2 separate regions of the Sus scrofa genome follow, and region 1 is linked to region 2. Evidence: chromatin contacts called from public Hi-C data. All regions are on one chromosome and are shown on one strand. Each heading gives the region's core, a stretch centred on a gene start, on an enhancer-like site or on the middle of the called end of the contact. The rest is flanking DNA. Distances are from core to core; before and after follow the strand shown.

Evidence for each region. Hi-C and Micro-C count contacts between places; a contact is called where the count stands out from the background.
Region 1: a Hi-C map of skeletal muscle shows a contact between it and region 2, with 5 times the contacts expected there. The contact joins the promoter of ZNF746 here to the promoter of ZNF777 in region 2. A contact is called at or near these places in 4 of 47 Hi-C or Micro-C datasets (epiblast stem cells, heart right ventricle, skeletal muscle and 1 more) and 2 of 2 datasets of contacts at active chromatin or transcription factors (alveolar macrophages and skeletal muscle).

Annotation. Positions count from the first base shown.
Region 1 is chr18:55,682,261-55,688,392 of Sscrofa11.1, reverse strand. It overlaps ZNF746 (zinc finger protein 746), which reads left to right and starts at 3,817. Exons shown (of 8, transcript XM_021078687.1): 1 at 3,817-3,957. The coding sequence starts at 3,934.
Region 2 is chr18:55,642,011-55,648,229 of Sscrofa11.1, reverse strand. ZNF777 (zinc finger protein 777) reads left to right here and starts at 2,511. Exons shown (of 6, transcript XM_003134910.5): 1 at 2,511-2,839.

The DNA.
Region 1 (6,132 bases), core at 2,568-5,067, 39 kb before region 2:
TCAACCCTTTTTAGCAGTTCATAAGCATGCAATCTTTCAAAATTCAAACAGGCGTGGACGTGTCACAAAAGGGCTACAAGATTTCTGTGCATCATTAAAGTATGACGACTCAACACAACTTCCAGTTTGCGGAGGGCCGTTTCACGCAGTGGCCGGCCCACAAGGCAGGCACAGTCTTGGCTCCCTCCTCGAGTGCCATGGCGTGAATGTCTGTGAAGGGCTGGTCCACAGCCAGCCGGTCCTAGAGACGGGCAGAGCCTCCCCGCAGAAGAGCTGGAAAGGAGGTGGCCCCTCAGAGCCCCCTGTGGCTCCTCCTGAGCGATTCTAGAAAGAACCCAGTGCCCGCCCCATAGAGGAAGTCCAGAGCCAACGCTGGTTCTCCAGCTCTGAGGGCTGCAGGGCAGGTTCTCTGTGCAAGCTCTTGGTACCTTCTTTCCCTTGGGTGTGAGAAAGGCATGTGTGAGAGGCATCAAGCTTGAACAGACACCACCTGGAGTCAAGGACATCTTCCCTGATGCCCAGCCAACTTCTGCCAAGCCCTGGTATGGGTCAGGATGGGCCGGGGTCTGCTGCAGTAACTGTGAAACCCAAAGTCATGGGGCTTATTACAGTAACGGCTCGTTTCACGCTTGTGCTACGTGCTCATCAGAAGTTGGCTAGGAGACCTATTCGAGGTCACCAGGATAGAGGCTGATAGAATAATCACCTTCTCCAATATTGCCGGTCACCATGGCAAAGGGAAAGAAATCTTTGAAAGGCCCCAATTAAATGCTTAGCTCAGAAATGACAACTCATCGGCCAGAACACATCACAATCCAATCCAGGCAGAAAAGGCCAGGAAGCACAATCCAGCCGCATCCGTCAGGGAAGTGAACTAGAAATATTGGGTGAAGAGCAGTATGACCTTGCTGAAAGGCCTAGGACTGGACGTTTGGGCCATGTGCCCGGTGCCAAGGGAAAACCTCAGAACTAAGGGACCAGAGGGAAAAACGCGGGCTGTGCTCAAGCACAGAGGCACCTGCAGGAGATCCCGGGGTCAGCACCCCCCACATCTAAACAGTCTGAACCGCCTGCTTCAGCCTCTCCCCTCCTGGGGCTGACATGTGGTCTCATGGTCACCAGCCTCGCCAGGCTCCTTCAGAGGGGGCTATGGGTGCGCAGTGCCCTTGCTCCGCAGAGGAGGTGGGGTGGGAGTGGTGACAGCCCAGAGGAGAGTGCCTTCTTGGGACCATAGTTCGTCACACTGCATAGAACAAGGAGTCAAGATTCGTATTAAGTGAGACAAAGAACATATGCATGACTGGAGTTGACACAACATTGTAAATTAACCATAATTAATTTTTTAAAATTTAAAGGCTTAAAACATAAAGATTTGTATGAAGTGGTTCATTTATGCTCTGTAAACCTACCCTGTACCAGACACGGTAGGGGAGAGGAGAGAAAGGAGATCTGAAGGCTGCAGGGCCAGCTACCCAGGATGCTTTGCAGTGAGTGGATCCCAGTCTTTAGTGGCAGGTTGGGTGGGTCGTTATTCCCCAGGTTCAGGTGTGTATCCGAGCCCCACTCCCACCCCACCCATAAACCCTACTAGGAGCTTGTTAAAAATAGACCTTCTTTCTAAAAAGCTTTCCCCACAATAGTAAGGACCCATCCCCAGAGATTTAGATTCAGCAGCTCCAGGAATTGGCCCGCTCGCAATTCTCTGCTTGGCTGATGGTGAGGTGACAGGCGGTGTCACGGGATTAACACTGTCAGTCCTCAGGCTCTGAGGCCCGGGGGCCGTGTGTACTTAACATCTTCCATTTGGTGGGAGTTTGAGCATCTATAAAACAACTCAGGAAACATGCATCAGATTCCCTTATCTGGGCACTTCAAAAGAAAGCTAGGGCAGAGGATGTGGGGAGGGGTCTGTCCCAGGAAGGCCCAGGTGGGGTCCTGCTTGGTTACACTTTGAACAAAAGAAAAATCAAGGACTTGACTATGAAGCTAAGGAAGCTTCAGAGCACACCCCTTGCGCCAGCTCTTACCTTCTCTTCAAAATTTGTAATTCTGTGAAGGTTTATTTTCTTAAAAATAGTCCCCGAATTATACAAGCTTCCGGCCCACAAAACAGGGGTCTGGGAGAGGGGAGGCATGATTTGGAAAGGATAAAAAACACGTGGAAGAAGAGCGAGAGGAAAAAAAAAAAATTGGAAGACAACCTCCGAGTAGATTCCAGAACATTCTCCCACAGTGAGTAGGTCCAATTTGCCTGGTCAGGAATTTCCTTCCAAAGACAAAAGGTGCAGGGGCTCCAATTCCAAAATCTCTCTCCCTGACTCCCAGCCCCACTGAGGGGCAAAATCCCTGGGAGCTGAGGGCTGCGGGAAGTGGACCTCAGAAGACAACTGGGCCAGCAGCACCAGCGGGAAGAAGAAAATCAGGCCTCTGGAAACGACCTCTGGCAACAGTCTGAGGAAAGCCTTGGCCCCAGGCCGCTCCTGGGGAGATTCCGCTTTCACACATAAAGAAGAACACATCCGGGATAAGCCGCTTCCTGGACCTTCAGCCCAGAATGACCAAGAAACAACAATCTGCAGGTTGAGACCCCAGCTGCCAGACCGCAAGCCCAGCAGGACACGGAGCACGTGGCCCGCAGGTTCCGCGGATCCAGAGAGTCCCACTTAAGAGGAAATTCTGCAAGGAAATGCGTCTCGCAGCCACACGAGGGCCCCATTCAAAGCTCCCTCCAGCCACCAGCCCGGTTCGCCTCTTGAGGAGTTTTCCAATTTATTTGCCTTTCTCTCCCTGGTTTAAAAACACTATTCTTGTGATTACAAAATGGTATAAAATATTCGTGCTCCTATGACAAAATAAAGAACATTTAAGTTAGAAAATGTATAAAAATGGCTTGTGGTTTCACTTAATACACTTTCAAATCTTCCAATTTATATGTATACACACACACATATGCACATACATACACACACATAAAGTATCATTATTATATATACATAAATCATTCTGGACAGACTTCTCTTAAAATGCCATGAACATCTTCCCATACCAAGTTCTTCACCACAATAATTTTAAGTGATGGTATTGTGTTCCGCTGTTGATGCCGTTGAACATATTTTTACGGGTCATCTTAGAATTATAGAAAGTTCTAAGCGGCTGCCTATCAGGGCTTAGTGAACTATACTCCTCTTGTTGGAAGAATTTCTTTGCATTTCAAATCAAGGGCGGACGTGAGGTCCAGCCGTCCGCGTCCACACCCAAGAAGCCCAGAGCGCCTGGCGGGACCTAAAGCAGCAGCGGCGACGTGGCGGGAGCCCTTGGGCAGAAGGCGCGGGTCTGCTGGGGCTCGCAGGGGCCGCCGTCGCCACGATCCCCGCCCGGGGGCGGCCCGGCTGCTCCCGAGTCCCTCGGGGCGCGGGGGACCAGAGCCCGAGGCTCTCGCGGCCGGCGGGGGTCAGCGGGTCGAGGGGCAGGTGGGCAGGTGGGCCGGCGGTCGGGGGGTCGGGGGATCGGGGCGGCGGGCCGGGGTGATCGGCGGGCCAGACGCCCGGGAGGCCGGCGGGCGGGCCGGGACCAGGGCTCGGCCGGCGGGCGGGGCGGGCGGGGCGGGCGCCGCGCCTGCCGTTCGCCTCTCCGGGCTGCAGGTGGGGCTGTGCGGCCGCGCTGCCTCCAGGAAGCCTCACGGGCCTGCGCCGGCTCCCAGGATGCAGTGTGGACCGGCCGGGCGCTGACGGCGGCGGCGCGTCTGCGGGCGGAGCGGCGCGGGCGGACCAGCGAGGCGCGCGGCGACGCGGGCGGGGACGGCAGGGCCGGGCGGGCGCCGCCTGCGGAGAGGCCGGGGGCCGGCCTGCGTGGGGCCGCGCGCGGCAGCGGCGGCGTTGGCGGCGGCGGCGTTGGCGGCGACTTCCTCCGGGCCCGGCCGGACAGCACAGGGCCATGGCCGAGGCGGCCGCGGCTCCGGTAAGGGCGGCCCGCGCGCACGGACGCGCGGACGCGGGGCCCGGGCGGCCCGGGCCCAGCACACGGCGCCGCAGGCCCTGGGGAGCGGCTCCGGGGGCCGGGCCGGGCCGCCGCGCCTGGGGCTCCGGCGAGCGGGGCGCGGGGTCCGCCGGGGCCTACGGCGCCCGCCGGCCGGGCCCCCCGTTCCGGGCCGAGCCTGGGCGGGCGGAACCGGCCGCGCCCGCCCCCGAGGCCGCCCCACGCCGAGTTCCTGCCGGCGCCGGGGCTTCCTGCCCCCGCCCATCCGCTGGCCCCCCGCTCTCCGCGCCCCCCACCCCGCGTCTCCTTTCTCTGCCCACCGCCCAGCTCCCCCCAGCGGCCTGGTGGCACCTGGGAGGTGTCGGGGCGGCTGCGACGCCGAAGACACCGAGCACCCTCTGAGCGCCCAGCTCGCGCGGGGTCGGGGCGCAAGACAGCTGCTCCCGTGGGTAGAGGCGGGCCCGGCAGCAGCCCTGTTAGGCGTGATTGTGTCCTCACCACACATCTCGGGGGGGGGAGGTCCGCCTCCTCCGTGAGAAACAAGCAAAACGCGAGGCCTGAAGAAGTTAACTTACCCAGGATCGCACAGCCAGGAAGTGTGTGCAAAGCCGGGGTCGCTCTGTGTTCAGGGACACACACTGCGCCTTGCGGGGAGCAGACGGGTGCCCGGACGAAGGTGAAGCAAGACAGAAGGAGGTGCGTGCACCTCCCTGGCCTGTGCTGCTGTGATTTGAGCTGGGCTTTTAGGGCGGGCTGGGATTTCATCCGGCTGAGCTGGACCGGTGGAGCTTCTCTGGTAGAGAGGAGGCTTGGACCCAGAGACGGCAGAAGGGACCCTGTTTGCCTGGAAAAGATGGTTTCGGTAGCGAGGCAGTGGGAGAGGAGGCTGCAGAGAGAGTTGGAAGGGGTTTGGATGCCTGGACTTCATCAGATGGGTGGGGAGCCATTGAAGGATTTGGAGTCCTTTTAGCATCAGCCGCGCTCAAGCCAAGAGTGTCGCTAGCAGGAGGGTCAGGACGGCCCCATCATGTCCACGCACCGTTCTGTGAGTCGCTGGGCTTCAGGAGAAATATCTCCCACCACATGGTGTGAAGGCCGCGGTGAGGCTGCCTGGCCCTGTTAAAATGTAAGAAAGCTGTGTGCCTGGCTGAGAAGATTGGGGTTTATGCAGGTGCTGTTTTCCAGCCACACCAAGATGGTAATAAGGGCACTCAGATGCTCTTGGAGGTTGAGTGGGACTTCAGTGGATGGGGAGCTGGGTGATAAAGTGAAAGGACACTTCTGAAGCAAACATTTAGAGGTGGCAGTCGTGTGGCAGGACCCATCCAGAGGAGTGAGGGGAAGGGGCAAGGCTGAGCCCGCCCAAGGCGCCAGCCCAGGGCAGTCCCTGCAGCCTCAGGGCAGAACCACCTACCTCTTGAGCAAGAGTCCCACCCACATCCAGTTTCTCTGCCAATCCAGCTCCTCCCCATCCTTTGAGCCCCGCTAAAGCCCTTCCTTCAGGTCAGAGGTCATCTGGTCCAGCTGCCTTCCAAACCGCAGAATCCCTGATGCTCCATCCTTGGCAGTTTCTTCTGCCTCTGCTCAAACTCTCAACTGTCTTCGGAGGGGTCCACCCGTGTTCTAGTTCTCAGTGACTTTCCCTAAATGACTCCACCCTGCTTCCTAGTAGTCATTTCTTCATTTTGTAAATAGTCCCCAAACACTTGCTTGGGAAGGATTTTCAGAATGCTGTCAGAAACCATTGATCCTCAGGCACTGCTGGAAGGCGCAAAGAGCAGCACACGCTCTCTGACCCTTGGGTCCCAGCTTTAGATGTGGGTGTCCCGGGAGGGTGGTGGGCCAGCCCCACCCAAAGCAAAATGTGCCCTTGCCTCTGTGTCCCCAGCTGCCGGCCATCCAAGCCACCATGTGACTTTTCCAGTGGCAGGCAAGTCCCTGGGGCATCTCTTTATCCCTCTACCTCTTTATCATGTCTGGTAGCTGCCGCATATATCAAAGTCTGACCTTGAGGCATTTGTCTTACCTTCCTCACTAGTCTCTGTAAGGTTGTCACTGGTCTTGGGACAGCTACGAAAATGTTGGAGACCTTACTTCTCCTTGGGAGGAGTAGGAACAAGGAGAGAAAAAAATCAGTCTCACTAGGGCAGGGGGCTC
Region 2 (6,219 bases), core at 1,262-3,761:
AAGTACAGACCCTAGGAGTTCCTGCCGTGGCGCAGTGGTTAACGAATCTGACTAGGAACCATGAGGTTGCGGGTTCAGTCCCTGCCCTTGCTCAGTGGGTTAACGATCCGGTGTTGCCATGAGCTGTGGTGTAGGTTGCAGACGCGGCTTGGATCCCGCGTTGCTGTGGCTCTGGCGTAGGCCGGGGGCTACAGCTCCGATTCGACCCCTAGCCTGGGAACCTCCATATGCCGCGGGAGCGGCCCAAAGAAATAGCAAAAAGACAAAAAAAAAAAAAAAAAAAAGTACAGACCCTAAAAATAAACTAAATGTGATTACATTTAAATATAAATATCTGTGCAACAATTACCATGAAAAATGTTAAGACGAGACAGAATGGGAGAAGATATGGGTCATGTGCAAACCAACAATTTATTATGTGGATTATAACATCTAGAAACATAAAATGCATGCCTACGACAGCAAGAGGATGGTGGGACAGTTGCTGGAAAGTTAGAGCACAATGGTGGAGTGATAGAGTTTATGTGAAGCAGGCTGCTGAAATTAAAGATATATATTGTGAAATGTACAGCAACCACTAAAAATGAGGTGTAACTAATAGGTGAATGATGAAAATAGAACTGCTAAACAAAATACTCAATCCAGATGCAAGCAAAAGGAAAAACAGAAAAAAAAAACATGTTATTGAATGCCTGGAACACAGAAAGCAACTGTGATAAGTAGTGAGATGGGAGACATAAATGTAATCGTATCAGTCAGTAATCCCCTTAAGTATTTGGTGACAGAATGAATATCCAGAATACCCTAGAAAAAAAAGAAACCAGAGTTCCCGTCGTGGCGCAGTGGTTAAAGAACCTGACTAGGAACCATGAGGTTGCGGGTTTGGTCCCTGGCCTTGCTCAGTGTGTTAAGGATCCGGCGTTGCCGTGAGCTGTGGTGTAGGTTGCAGACGCGGCTTGGATCCCGCGTTGCTGTGGCTCTGGCGTAGGCCGGGGGCTACAGCTCCGATTCGACCCCTAGCCTGGGAACCTCCATATGCCATGGGAGCGGCCCAAGAAATAGCAAAAAGACAAAAAAACAAAAACAAAACAAAACAAAAAAAACTTATAAAACAATAAGAAAAAAACTTTACAGCAGAAATACCCACAAAGGATATAAAGAGGAAATTCACAAAGAAACCATACATCTAGTAAATATGAAAAGATGTTTAACTTCCCTTTTTTTTTTTTTTTTTTTTTTTTTTTTTTTTTAGGGCCAAACCCCTGTCATATGTTGGCTCCCAGGCTAGGGGTCAAATTGGAGCCATAGCCGCTGGCCTACACCACAGCCATAGCCATGCAGGATCCAAGCAATGCACGTCAAGGCAATGCCAGATCCTTAACCCACTGAGTGAGGCCAAGGAACCAACCTGCGACGTCATGGATGCTCGTCAGATACGTTTCTGTTGAGCCATGACAGGAACTCCTCAACTTCCTTCATAATCAGGGAAATACAAATCTAAACACAAAGTAAAATAATGAACTGCGGTTTCACATTCATCCTACTGGCAAATGTTTTCAGGCCATTATCTGTAAGCGTTGGTGAGGATGTGAAAACAGGACGCAGGCCCTGCTGGTGGACGTGCCCCTGGGCCCTCTCCCTCTGGTGAGCACTTCGGAGCCCAGGGAGGATGAAAGCGACACTGTCACCCAGGCCCCTGGGTGTCTGGGTCTCCCTGTCCCTCGGAGGGCCACTGCATGGTAGGCAACGTGGCATGTCTACAGACACCCCTCCCGGGAAGGGGGGTCAACTGGAGTTTCTCCAGTGAAATACTATACAGTGGTTAAAATGAACCAGATATGCCTATCTGAAGATGACTATATCTCAAAAACATAATGATGCGCCGAAAAAAGGCAAGTCCCGACAGGGTGTGGGCCGAAGCACAGCAGCCACATAAAAATGGGAAACAGCGAAACGAGCGGAATGCACTGTTCGATGCTGCCCGATAGGAAAGGGCCGGGAAGGGGAGGGAAAGGACGCCGGGGCCCCGGCGTGGGCTCTGCCCTCACTGTCCCCCTTTCGAGGGGGGTCCGAGCTGACAGCAAAATAAGGCCGGCCCGGCCGCCTCCCGGGCAACACCACCCCTGAGCCCCCTGGGGTCCCTTTAGGTGAACACAGAGCGTCTGCCTTCTTCTCTCCTTCCGTTAGTCCCGGCGGTTTTCGCCACCTGCAACCAGGAGGCCTGCCTGTACTTCCTCCGTCCTTCTTTTCTCGGGTCCTGCCCAGCGCTGGCCAGCTCGCGGGCGCTCCGCAAACGGGGGTGGGCGCGAACCTGTCCGGGGAGGGGAGTCGCCCACTCCACGCTCCCCCGCTGCCTGGAGGCTCGCGCCCCGGGTGAGAGCGCGCGCGCCCACCAGGCCCCGAGAGGCCGCTGCCCCGGGCCTCAGTTTCCTCCCCGGCGCGGGGCCTGCGCCGCCGGCCGCCCCCCGCCCCCGCCCCCGCCCCGGTGCGCGGCGCGCTGTCCTTTCAGGTCGAAAACACCACTCGGGCGTTTCACAAAAGCACCCAACCCCCTGCGCCCCTGGAACCCGGGCTGCACGGCGCTGGTCACATGAACTCCGGGCCTCTTTCTGTGGGGCGACGGGCTTCCCAGATCCCTTTGTGAGCGCAGGTTTTGAAAGCGAGCGCCCCGGGTTCTGGGTTTGAGAGGCGCGGGGGGATCCGGCGGGAGGAAGGCTGTCGGAGCCAATCAAGCCGCCTCCAGACCCCGCCGCGCCGCCTCGCCGCGCGCTCTCGCCGCCGCTCCGCTCTCGCGCCTCCGGGTCTCGCCCCAGGCGCCCCGGGGAGGCGAGGACCCCAGGTGAGCGGCCGGGGGGCCCCGGGGCGGGGGGAGGCCCGGGCGGGCCGGCCCGGGCGGCACGACGGGCCGGCCCGGGGCTCAGGGCGTGTCCGTCGCCGCCTGGCTGCTCGCTCGACACACTGTTCGCTCCTACCGGCTGTAGATGGAGCTGTCTGGGTTCCTGCCGCCTCCGACGAGCCTCGGAGTGTTTCTCTTTAAACGGCCTGAGAGGGACATGCCTCCCAGGATGCAGTTTGTATCAACATGGCAGCTGCGGTGCAGCTCCCCTGCTGAAGAGGCGCCGGGACGGCAGCGCAGCTCGCAGCGGGGCCGGGGCCGGAGCCGGGGTCGCAGCCGCGGCCGCTGAGGGGCTGCGCGCGGGCCGGGGGCCGGTGCTGAGGGCCGGGGCCCAGCTCGCGGCCGGGGCGCAGCCCGCGGAGCCGCCGCACCGCCGCGCGCCCCGCTCCGACGCCGCCGCCGGGCTCGGCCGCTCCGTCCCCGCCCGCCGCGAGCAGGCCGGGCCCGACGGCCGCGAGAGCCCGGGCGGGCAAGGCCGGGCCGGGCCGGCGCCGCCTGCGGAGAGGCCGGGGGCCGGCCTGCGTGGGGCCGCGCGGCGGCGGCGGCGGCGGCGGGCGGACAGCGCAGGGCCATGGCCGAGGCGGCCCCGGCTCCGGTGAGGGCGGCCCGCGCGCGCACGGACGCGCGGACTCGGGGCCCTGGGGACGGCCTGCGCGTCCCGGGCTCGGCGGCCCGGCCTGGGGTCTCGGTAAGGGACGGAACGGCCGCGACGTGGGGGCGGGGGGCCCGGGGGCTCGCGCGCCCCGGCTGGGCGGGCGCGGGGGGGCGGCGGCGGGCGGGGAGCCGGGCCGCGGAGCCGGCCGCCGTCCGGGCGCGGCTGCGGGGACGCCCGGGGCCTGGCACGCACGCGGGCCGGGAGGCGGGCGGCGGGGCGGCGCGCCTCGCTCCCTGCGGAGCCGGCGCTGCGTCCGTCGGGGTTGCCGCCGCACGTCTTCCGCAGAGCTCGGCCCCGCGGAGCCTCCCGCGGCCGGAGCGCGGCGCTGACGCGGCTCTCCCCATTTCGCAGAGCGGAGACACTGAGGCACGGACACCTGGCGGCGACCGGCCCTGCCTGCCCCAAGGTCACGTAGCGAGCCATCCGTGGCGCGGCGCCCGCGTGCCCAGAAACGCCTGCCTCGGGGCCGCGGGCCTGGACGGGGAGCGGGCGGCCCTGGCGGCGGCCTCCCCGGGGGTGGGGGGCCTGGGCCGGCGCGCCGGGGACGCGGCCCGTCGGGGGGTGGGCGGGGGGAGGCCGGGCAGCGCCCAGCCGATCGTCTCCGGCGTGGGGAGCAGGTGACTCTCGGGCTCCGGCGCCTGGGCCTCGGGTCTCTGCGTCCGGGGGTCCGGGTCGAACTCTGGCTGTCGGGACGGATGGGGCCTGGGGAGCGATGTGCTACAGCCTGAGGGGCTGGCGTGCCTCTTCGGGGGGGCCGTTCTTAAAAACCTGCCCGCAGACTTGCTCTTTGAGATGCAGTAGCCGGTGCTGGGAGGAGGATTGCTGCATGGAAGGAAGGCAGTGCCCCTGAGCCTCAGTTTCCTGTTGTGTCCATCAAGGCCTGGGGATTTACGGCTTGCTAAAAGGCCTCTCAGGTCTTAAAATAATAATAGCAATAGTGATGATATGTAAACACTGCTTGGAAAAATCAAATAAAGTGGCTTTGAAATGCTTAGACCTCTAGGGCCCTTGAATAGTGTGTAGTTCTGCGTGAACCACGCTGGGTATGACAAGACAATGGCACAGCTTTTTTTCTAAGTCAGATGGGTATGAGTATGTGTTTTCCTGCTCATGGATGAATCCTGGAGACCCCACCAGCTTAGGATGATGCACGGGTAGGGAGGGTGGGTTCAATCCTGTGAAATAGGAACCAGGAGAATTCTCTCCCTGCCCCCAACAGGAAAGAATGCAAGCTGCTTCTTACATATTGTATTTACAGCTCCAGCCTTCTCTTGGGCCATTTCTATCTGCTTAGGGTAATATCGAGCCACAGGTTTCCTGGGACTGATGACATTACAGCAAGGGTCTCTCATTCGGGGGTACTGGAGGGGATGTGCCCTTGTGGCCCCTCGTGCTCTGCAGTCCTCCAAATCCAGAAATGGATCGAGACAGTCTAATAACAGAGAGCGAAGAACTGGTATTTTCCTTTGAGCTTCGATTAGACTAGTTAGTAAAGATGTCTTGGCCCTAATGGCTTTATTTTCCAGTCCTGAAGCCTTTCTGCATTGTTTCAGTTAAACCTCTGTATTACTCTGGGAGACTAACTTGGCCCCCCTTCTTCCTACTAGTCGTAGGCAAAGACCCTAATCCTCCTGTGAGGACAGGGCTATCAATGTGCCTGTTGTGTTGCATTATGCTCGTCACTTTCCCTGTGGCTGAGGCTCCCATCTCAGAGGGTCGGCCAGTCTTGCCCTCACCCGTGCAGAGTGGAGGGGTGGCTTGGTTGTTGATGAGCCATCAGGTTCAGGGCTTTGCGAAACCCTTGAGAGTGCCTGCAGAATTTTGTATGGATGCCCTTGTGTGTTTTTTGAGGGAGAGAATCCATAATTCTCATTAGCTTTTCAAAGGGGTCTTTGACCCCAGCATCAGATGGAAATGTCTTCCCACAGGTCTTTGTTTAATCTGCAAGCCTCCAAATCTTAGAGGCAAAAAGAATTCAGAACACATACTGACCGGCTGTCTCAGTTGACAGATGAGGCCTAGAGGCAACCTGTACGGTGCAGGCAGAGGCCCAGGCTCTGGAGCCAGACTGCTCTGTGACCTTGGGCTGGTTACTTAGCCTCTCCAGGCCTTGGTGCCTCCCTGTGCTAAGTCTAGTAGTCCCTGTGCATAGGGTTTTGTGAAGATTAACCCTTTAAAACAGAGTTCATGGCACATAATAAATGTCAAATAATTGTTAGCTGCCACCTGACTCATTAGTCTCACATCTGGTTCAGTGCCGAGCTATGGGATCAAATAACTCAAAACCTCTGGCCTGAACTAGGTCTTAAATCTTCAATCCTTTTTTTTTTTTTTTTTTTTTTTTGTCTTTTTGCCTTTTTCTAGGGCTGCTCCCATGGCATATGGAGGTTCCCAGGCTAGGGGTCGAATCGGAGCTGTAGCCGCCGGCCTATGCCACAGCCACAGCAACGCCAGATCCGAGCCGTGTCTGCAACCTACACCACAGCTCATGGCAACACCGGATCCTTAACCCAGTGAGCAAGGCCAGGGATCGAACCCACAACCTCATGGTTCTGAATCAGATTCGTTAACCACTGCACCACAACGGGAACTCCCTCAATCCCTGGCTTAAAAGTGTGATGCTGTCTCAGTTGAGCTATCCCTAAGTGAATGAATGAACAAAGAAAAG